3 separate regions of the Sus scrofa genome follow, and all the other regions are linked to region 1. A link is a contact called in public HiChIP or PLAC-seq data. All regions are on one chromosome and are shown on one strand. Each heading gives the region's core, a stretch centred on a gene start, on an enhancer-like site or on the middle of the called end of the contact. The rest is flanking DNA. Distances are from core to core; before and after follow the strand shown. Region 1 overlaps NEK7 (serine/threonine-protein kinase Nek7). Region 2 overlaps PTPRC (receptor-type tyrosine-protein phosphatase C). Region 3 overlaps DENND1B (DENN domain-containing protein 1B).

What was found. HiChIP or PLAC-seq counts read pairs in DNA pulled down with a chosen protein or histone mark.
Region 2: an H3K27ac HiChIP or PLAC-seq map of alveolar macrophages shows a contact between it and region 1, with 6 times the contacts expected there. The contact joins two enhancer-like sites. A contact is called at or near these places in 1 of 47 Hi-C or Micro-C datasets (epiblast stem cells) and 1 of 2 datasets of contacts at active chromatin or transcription factors (alveolar macrophages).
Region 3: a contact with region 1 is called in an H3K27ac HiChIP or PLAC-seq map of alveolar macrophages. The contact joins two enhancer-like sites. A contact is called at or near these places in 1 of 47 Hi-C or Micro-C datasets (psoas muscle) and 1 of 2 datasets of contacts at active chromatin or transcription factors (alveolar macrophages).

What each region holds. Positions count from the first base shown.
Region 1 is chr10:21,003,607-21,006,345 of Sscrofa11.1, reverse strand. The region is part of intron 1 of NEK7 (serine/threonine-protein kinase Nek7); the gene reads right to left. Among named protein-coding and RNA genes, the nearest start is that of NEK7, 38 kb to the right of the region's middle. Within about 2 kb of position 1,340, at least 24 of the 83 cell types and tissues checked have an H3K27ac peak or open chromatin away from gene starts, as enhancers often do. A contact at or near this core is called in alveolar macrophages, where this site is marked.
Region 2 is chr10:21,498,221-21,500,959 of Sscrofa11.1, reverse strand. All of the region lies in intron 2 of PTPRC (receptor-type tyrosine-protein phosphatase C), which reads right to left. Among named protein-coding and RNA genes, the nearest start is that of PTPRC, 17 kb to the right of the region's middle. Within about 2 kb of position 1,364, at least 14 of the 83 cell types and tissues checked have an H3K27ac peak or open chromatin away from gene starts, as enhancers often do. A contact at or near this core is called in alveolar macrophages, where this site is marked.
Region 3 is chr10:20,595,123-20,597,861 of Sscrofa11.1, reverse strand. The region is part of intron 2 of DENND1B (DENN domain-containing protein 1B); the gene reads left to right. Among named protein-coding and RNA genes, the nearest start is that of DENND1B, 39 kb to the left of the region's middle. Within about 2 kb of position 1,326, at least 11 of the 83 cell types and tissues checked have an H3K27ac peak or open chromatin away from gene starts, as enhancers often do. A contact at or near this core is called in alveolar macrophages, where this site is marked.

The DNA.
Region 1 (2,739 bases), core at 91-2,590:
GGCGCAGGCCAGCATCTGCAGCTCTGATTCGACCCCTAGCCTGGGAACCTCCATATGCCGCAGGCCCAGCCCTAAAAAGCAAAAAAATTAAAAGAAAAAAATTTAAAGAAAACTAAAAACAGAACTACCACATGATTCAGCAATTCCATTCCTGGGCATCTATCCAGACAAACCTGTAATTTGAAAAGACACATGCACCTCTATGTTCACTGCAGCACTATTCACAATGGCCAAGACATGGAAACAACCTAAATGTCCATCCACAGATGAATGGGTAAAGAAGGTATGGTATATACACACAATGGAATATTACAAAGCTGTTAAAAAGAATAAAATAATGCCATTTGCAGCAGCATGGATGGACCTAGAGATTATCATACTAAGTGAAGTAAGTCAGAAAGACAAATACCACACAATATATCACTTATGCATGGAATCTAAAAGACAACACATATCAACATATCTATGAAACAAAAACTCATAGACATAGAGAACAGACTTGTGGTTGCCCGGCAGGGGGGGCTGGGGGAGGGGACAGATGGGAGTTTGGGATTAGCAGAGGCAAACTATTACATATAGCATGGATAAACAAGGTCCTACTATACATATAGCACAGGAAGCTACATTAAACACCCTGTGATAAACCTTAATAGGAAAGAAAAAATATATATATATATAAAATCAGTCACTTTCCTGTACAGCAGAAATTAACCCAACATTGTAAATTAACTATACTTTAATTAAATCACAGTAACAATACACTTTCAGTAAACACAGTAAAAAATACACCTATTTACCTCCGTCGCAATATTTACGTAGGAAGACAGAAACCACACTAATTCTTCTAGAAATGTTAATTGTCAAGAAAACAATGAAACTTCAAGATTAAGCACAAAAGAGGACAAATATAATCTAGTTGTGGAAACTTCTATAGACACCTGCACAATAAATCAATATACTTAATTCCTACATATACTGAGAACAAGAGTCGATCCCATCGATAGGTTACGCACTGCTCATGAATTCCCACAGTAATCTTCATGTATTAATTCTGAGCAACTCCATCTGTAAGACACTGTTGTCTAGATGGTAGGGATTGAGCAGCTCATAAAGGTCCAAGTGTCCCCTTAGCAGTTTCTGTTACTACCCCCGAGGGAAAACGGGCTTGTTTATTCAAGGGGTCCCTGGCACCCATGGCCACTGAGGCAGACACTAGACTGACCGGCCCGCCACGTCCGTTCTCAGCCTCTCCCTGGCCTGCCTCCACCCCAGATGCTGAAAAGGAAATGATTCATCTCCCAGCCTGCCTTTCAGCAGGGACTGACCCTGTGACCTAGATTTGCCAACACGGGCACGAGGTCTTGTCTCATTAAAAGCGGCTTCTGTCCCTCGGCCTTTGTGCTGCCCACCCGTGGATGTGACGCCTCAACGAGGAGCAGGCACGTTTTTCCATCAGAAAAGGGCCAGAACAGTCACAGACGCCAGCCCTGACATCACTGGATGCTCCTCCCAAGCCAGCACATCTACTTCCAGATTCTCATCATGTGATGAAAATAAACCCTTTTTTGTTTGTGCCACTGATGTTACTGGGAGCTAAATTCCTTCCTAACAGATGCCTCACGAAGCTAGTAAATAGGGAACCAAGTTTCCAACCTAGGTCCATTTCCAAAATCAAACTGGATAACTTTTCTTGGAAAGTTTACTTCCAACTGTAAATACTTCATTTGCCGCATACAGATGCTTACTCCAAAGCCAGACAGCTAAAATTTGAGTCAAATCAGGAAAAGTCCTTTAAATTCTGCTCTCTTGTCACTTTTCACTGGCTTGCTGCGCTGAACAAGCCTGCCACGACCAGTTCCTGACCTGTAGATAGAGCTTCGTACACACCAATCTGTGAAAAGGAAGGCCCTTTGAGTTGCTCAGAAGCATAAACTTTAGCAAAACATTAAACTTTTCCCAATTTTCCTAAAATATAGGGGTATATAAGTCTGAATGATTTTTAATTGGCAGATGACTGACTTTTAATCGTCACATTAAGACCTAAATCTGAGCAGATAAATGCCTTCTGGAAATGGAAGCATGACAGAAGCTGCCTCTATACAAAAGCTTTCATGAAAGGAAGTGCCTCGGATAATTGAAAGACAATTACTTTCCTTCTGAATGGTGCAAGATCAATAAGTGCCTTCTTTGAATGAAAACTACGAGCTTATGTTCCAGTGACATTTTTAAAAACAAATTAAAATTTAGTTCAAAAAAGCCAATCCTTGCCCTCTCTTCACATTAAAAAAAAAAAAAATCAGTTCAAGGCACTGGGGGGAATATTTTTAGTGGTTAAAACTGATAATTTTCTAGAATCAGACTCCAGAATGAGCTTTTCAGTTAAATCACACCGGCCTGACAAAATTCATAGAGTCAGCGGGGTTCAGTCCCCAAACACACATCCAAGGTTTTGACTGCCCAGGCCCTAGAAGAGGGTGAACATCCCTTGTCCTTTTATTCTACTGAACCATAAAGACATGTCAGTTGCTACAGATGTAATAACAACAAGCACAACTGTGCTTGCAGGTACAGAGATTTAGCTTTTTAATATATATAATGATTTTTATTTTTTCCATTAGAGCTGGTTTACAGTGTTCTGTCAATTTTCTATTGTACAGCATGGTGACCCAGTTACACATACATGTATATATTCTTTCTTCTCACATTATCATGCTCCATCATAAGTGACAAGATATAGTT
Region 2 (2,739 bases), core at 115-2,614, 490 kb before region 1:
AGGATGTGGCTGCGTCAGTTTTTATCTCCATCTGGCAGAACCTAACCAACCTATGTGAGCTCTCAGCTCCCACTTTACAGCAAGTAAACTTTCCTTGTGTGCCCCCCCTCCCTCCATCTCCATGACAAGCATTTCTTGTAAAACCATCAGTCAGTAAACTTCCTCGGGGAACTTGTAGCAACGCCTGACAAAAAAAGTAGCCCTGTGAACGCAGAGCTGCACCAGTTGCTAAACAAGTTTCTGATCTCCCTTTGTAGCTCCTGTTCTTACCCTGCCTTGTATGAGGCTTTCACATCCTACCCGCATGTATCTGGATGCACTGGGGGAAAAATAGGGATGAAGAGGGAAAGAAAGGGAAGAAAAAACATCTTTCAATTTAAAAACTAAGGATAGTAGGTGTCTATTTCTTCCATGTGCAAGGAATGAAAAGACATCTGTGACCCTTCTTGCCATGAAACACTTAATGCTTGTTCCAGCAAATCTTATCAGAAACAACATTCACAGTTGAAATTGGTCTCAGAGAGGAACCTATGATGTGCAGCAGGTCCCTATTAATCTATGAAATAATAACTGAATTGTTGGTGTGCTTTGGAGGACAACGGATTAATACACGGATAATTGTTACATAAAAAAATGGAGTTCCCATCGTGGCACAGCAGAAACAAATCCAACTAGGAACCATGAGGTTGTGGGTTCGATCCCTGACCTCACTCAGTGGACTAAGGATCTGGCATGGCCGTGAGGTGTAGGTTGCAGATGCAGCTCTGATCTAGTGTGGCTGTGGCTGTGGCTGCGGCTGTGGCCACAGCTGTTGCTCTGATTGGACCTCTAGCCTGGGAACCTCCATATGCCGCAGGTGCAGCCCTAAAAAAAAAAAAAAAAAAGATACCCCTTACAGTCAGTAAATTTTTTTATATTGCTTTGTTACATCTTCTTAAACCTTTCCAATATTTACTAACTCAGGACTACAGTAAAAATCTCACCGGTGACTATTTCTGACCTTTTAAGTCAGAAATAGTCTGGTGGGTCCTTCCTGTTGAGCCAGCCAAGAGTTAACTTGGTCCTCTAGACTTGTACAATTAATGCTGCGGGAGGAGTCCTAAAGAAATGATTTCAGCTTAACCACTGGTTCTCGAGGAAGGTGGCAAGGGCTGGCAAAGTTTGCCCTTGTAGGGACATTTGGTTGTCCTGATGGTGGGGGAGGGGAGAAGGGGTTAGGGCTGCGGCTGCATCTAGCTTTCGAAGGCCAGGGAGGTGGGTGAACCATCCTGCCATGCAAGAGGCAGCCCAGCTATCCAGCCCCAAATACCAGGCATGCTCAAGAAGAGGAACTGGATCAGCAGTTCACTTCACTGAACAGGGAACTGAGGTTTGAAGACATCGAGGGATGACCCAGCCACACACATCAGAGTCTACATCTAGGCCAAAGGAATGGGAGGTAGCGTTTAGAGTCAGAACTTGTCCCTGAAGATTTAATCTGATACTCACCTCATTTTGCCAGGTAGACGCCTACGTACCTTGTGTGGACAGGAGGAATTCTGGACCAAGATCCCTCCTTGGGGGTATAAGACAGAACAAGTCCCTAGATGTTCTTGAGTTTCAGTTTTTTCATTTGTAAAATGGATGCATTAACATAGGTGATTTCTAGAGTCTTTTTATTCCTCTAGAATTGTCTTACTGTGCAACTAATAAAGATGCCCATTCATGTAGTCTCCCTCTTCCTTTTCTCTTTCTTTTTTAACTTTTTAGGAATCCCAACCCTCCAAGAAAGAGGAAATAGTGCTACTCATTAGAACACGAGAAAACCAAACAAAATAAAACAGCATTTTGACCAAAACTCGACTCTCAGTAAGCAGTGAAGAGCCTAAGAAAATTCAAGAGCACTATCTAAAAATAAAGCAACAGGAATAAAAGAGCCCCTCACCAGTCTCTGATTTTAAGAGGAAGATGAGGTCTCCTGGTCCTTTTCTATCCTGTGCACAGATTAACTTATTTCTATCATAAACATGCAAAGATAAAGACTATAAGAATAAGAGAAAAATCAGCCATGTAGGCAGCACGGTGTTCTTACAGATGTAAATGAATTTGTTGGGCAGATCCAATCCGTTGATACATTTCCTGAGGCAAAACAAGCTCCCAAGCTATTCATGGCTCTGTCATTCATTCTCAGTTGTTTCAAATAGCAGACAAGAAAAATTACCTCGTTTTTACATTTTAATTGTCATGCTCATGCATTTCGAGGGAGAGACCAAAGTTGCTTGCTATGTTGCTCTCTACTGAAAACTAAAGAGGTCCATAGATGATTCGCAATAATTGTAAAGTAGGACAAGAGCTGGAAAGAGAGAGTTCTCGTTTCACTAAAAACAAACCTGGTACCTATAACCTGGGTGCATAAATTTTAAATGCTATTTAAATTTTAAATACATTTCTATTATAACATAAGGGAAAGGCGCTGCAGATGCCAGGCTGCTGTTTCATTCCACTAGCTAATTTTTCTTTAATGGGAAGGAGAAAAGGCAACCATTTCTTTTTTTTTTTTTCTTTCCAGTCTTTCTTTTTTGCACAAAAAGAATTTTAATCTGACCCATGTGCTATCATTATTGTTAACCTCTGGACGTTTTAACAACATTTGGATGGACCTTCAATCAATTAACAGCATAAAGGAAAACATCTGTGGCCCTAATACTTTTTAGAGTGGCTCTTAACATTGTTTTTATAAGGAATTTAAAATGTATTTAA
Region 3 (2,739 bases), core at 77-2,576, 410 kb after region 1:
TCCAAGCTGCGTCTGCGACCTATACACCGCAGCTCACGGCAACTCCGGATCCTTAACCCACCGAGCAAAGCCAGGGATCAAACCAGCAACCTTACGGTTCCCAGTCGGATTCGTTAACCACTGCGCCACGACGGGAACTTCCCAGCCATTCTATTTTTTAAAAGCTGAATTCTAAATACTTATTTTGAAATGTACCAGTTTAAACCTAATTGGAATCTAGAGGCCTTGCAACCTTTAGTAAATTAGGTTCTTATTATCCCTGCGAATATCTGTCTTGTCTAGCTAAGGAAAGGCCTTAAAACTAAGAAGGATAATCTCTGTATGCTCGCTGTAATGATTAAGTGGAATTTTGTGTAATACTTGGAAGCAGTAGAGGCACACAGGTCTAACCAGATGAACGCAAGCATCTCCTTCTTCCGAGGGGCCTCTGCAGGTTTGTCACGCCTCCAGGTGGAATGTTGCTAGATGCATGGCCACTGCTTTTTAAGAAGACCTGCTGTTCATTGTTTGTCAGTATATGTTTTGGAGCTCTTGATTGGTTGATTGATTGATAAATCAGGTTCCTGGGGGTACATTTTAGATTATTTTTATGGGAGGAGGGAGACAGAAGTGGAGCCTGCATTCTTGAAAATGGCTGTTATGGATCTGAGAGTCATTGTGTAAGGACTAGGGCTGTGGTGGTGCACAGATCCAGCTGCGTGGGCCCCGCAGAGGGCTGAGTCGGAACCCCCACCGCCCCCCACTGTGGTCAGGGTGCAGGTATATGGGTGTGCCGCTGACCCCTGATTGCAGGAGCAGGCAGTGTCTCCCACAAGACCTGCTTGCGTGGTTGGGACACCTGGGATGTGGTTGGGGATGGGCGAGGTGGGCTGAGAGTGGGCGACAGTACCACGGAACAAGAAAGACTAAGGGGAATTATAGGCCTTTGAATGCGTAATTAGGCAGTCCAGTGATTTTCAACAGATTTTTGATGTCTTGCATGAATGCTAGTATTGAGAAATCTCATTTATGAAATAAGTCTCCAACAGACATTCAGAGAAATAGAGGCTTGGGTGTGTGCTCAGCAGTTAACAAAAAAGAGGAAGCTGTTTTCAGACTGAGTGATACAATGAAAACAAGGGAAGCAGTCAGATGGGAGACGTGTACAAGACCAGGAGAGTGTGGAAGCTAGAGAGGAGCGGTACAGACCTCAGCTCTGTGACACCCAGACTGTATCCCTTCAATTTAAAGTATAAGAATTGGGAAACCCCTTTGATTGCCTCAGGTCTCAGAATGAGTGGATCAGATCAGACAGTATCTTTGTTTTCTTTGAACTCAGTGTCCTTACTCTTCAGTGGCAATAAAACTTTGAATCTGTAGCTGCTGAACTCTAGAGAGAGGGTTGTTTTACAGTTATATTTTTAATAGTAGCTCTTAAAATTAATAAACGTCTAAATACTCGCTGTAAATGGAATGTTAATATAGCTCACACAAAAGGGAGCATGAACTGTTAAGCGAAACTCCAGATCACACTCCCAGAAAAGGAAATGTGCTCATGAACCCATGAGAAATAGCCTCCGAGTAATGAAATTTTTAATGTAACGGATGGAGATAATGCTCAGCCTGGATTTTTAAGTTTCAGTTTAATCTTCCTGCCAGAAGCCAGGGTATTTTATAAAACTCTTCTCGCAGCGCTGAGCGGCCTTCTCCAGCAGTCCAGGGCCCCTGAAGCAGGTGGATGACGCAGAGGACACAGTGGAAGGGAGCTTCACGCCCTCTGGCCTTTGGACCGACGTACTTAATACCGTAATCAAGGAGGAACAAATCAGGACCTAGACCTGTAGAAACAATTGAAGACTCTACACCTTGAGTTTTGAACTTTGAGAAAGTACAGAATAAAAGGAGAATTTTCCTTGTTTAGTATGTCTGCTTTGGTATAAAGAAGGGACTTGTCCATTGTGAATCAATATGGAATTTTATGCTATTCGAAAAAGAGCCATTTGTACCTATTTTGCCTATCTTCTTTCCTATTAAAAGATCTGTCCCTTTTCTTATTGAGACCATTTTGTTTGTTCATTCATTCAACCATTCAACAAACATCAATTGATGGCCTACTTTGTTCTAAGTACTAGGTACTAGAGACAGGAGTTTTTGAATCAGATTTGTGCGAGATACCAGATTAAACTCTGTCTCTCTCTCTCTCTCTTTTTTTTTTTTTTTTTCTTCCCCTGGCTCTTTTTTTTTTCTCCCATGAGTTCTGGCATAATCCCTGAAGCTGTCCTCTATGTCAGTTTTTCCTCTTTCAAACACTGTCCAGTTTTTTAGTGCTCTCTTTTAAAGAGTAAAGGCCATTCTAATTTTTTTTTTTTTTTTTTTTTTAGAGACCTCAAAATGTAGAGTCATAAGTAAACATAGACGTTCAGAAGCAAGCGGTCTGGCTGGAGAAGTCTGTTCTGTGAAGTTATCCAGCGATTCACATTTGTTACCTCTTGTTCTTTGTCTCCTAGACTGTTGGTCTTATCTGCAGAATCAGAACGGGGTGATGACTGTGTCCAGGCCCCAGGATGAGCAAGAGAAGTAGGTCAGGCAGGACATTTCGTCTGTGGCAAGGCAGGGGGAAATTTGAGCCATCGCTTTCCATGGTAAAAACTTCGTCCTCGGTGGCACTTGCCTGCAAGGGAGGTTGGAACATGTAGTCTCCAGCCTCATGGTCAGGCTCTGAGGCAGGAGGAGAAAGGGAGCTGAGGAGGTGAACTGGCA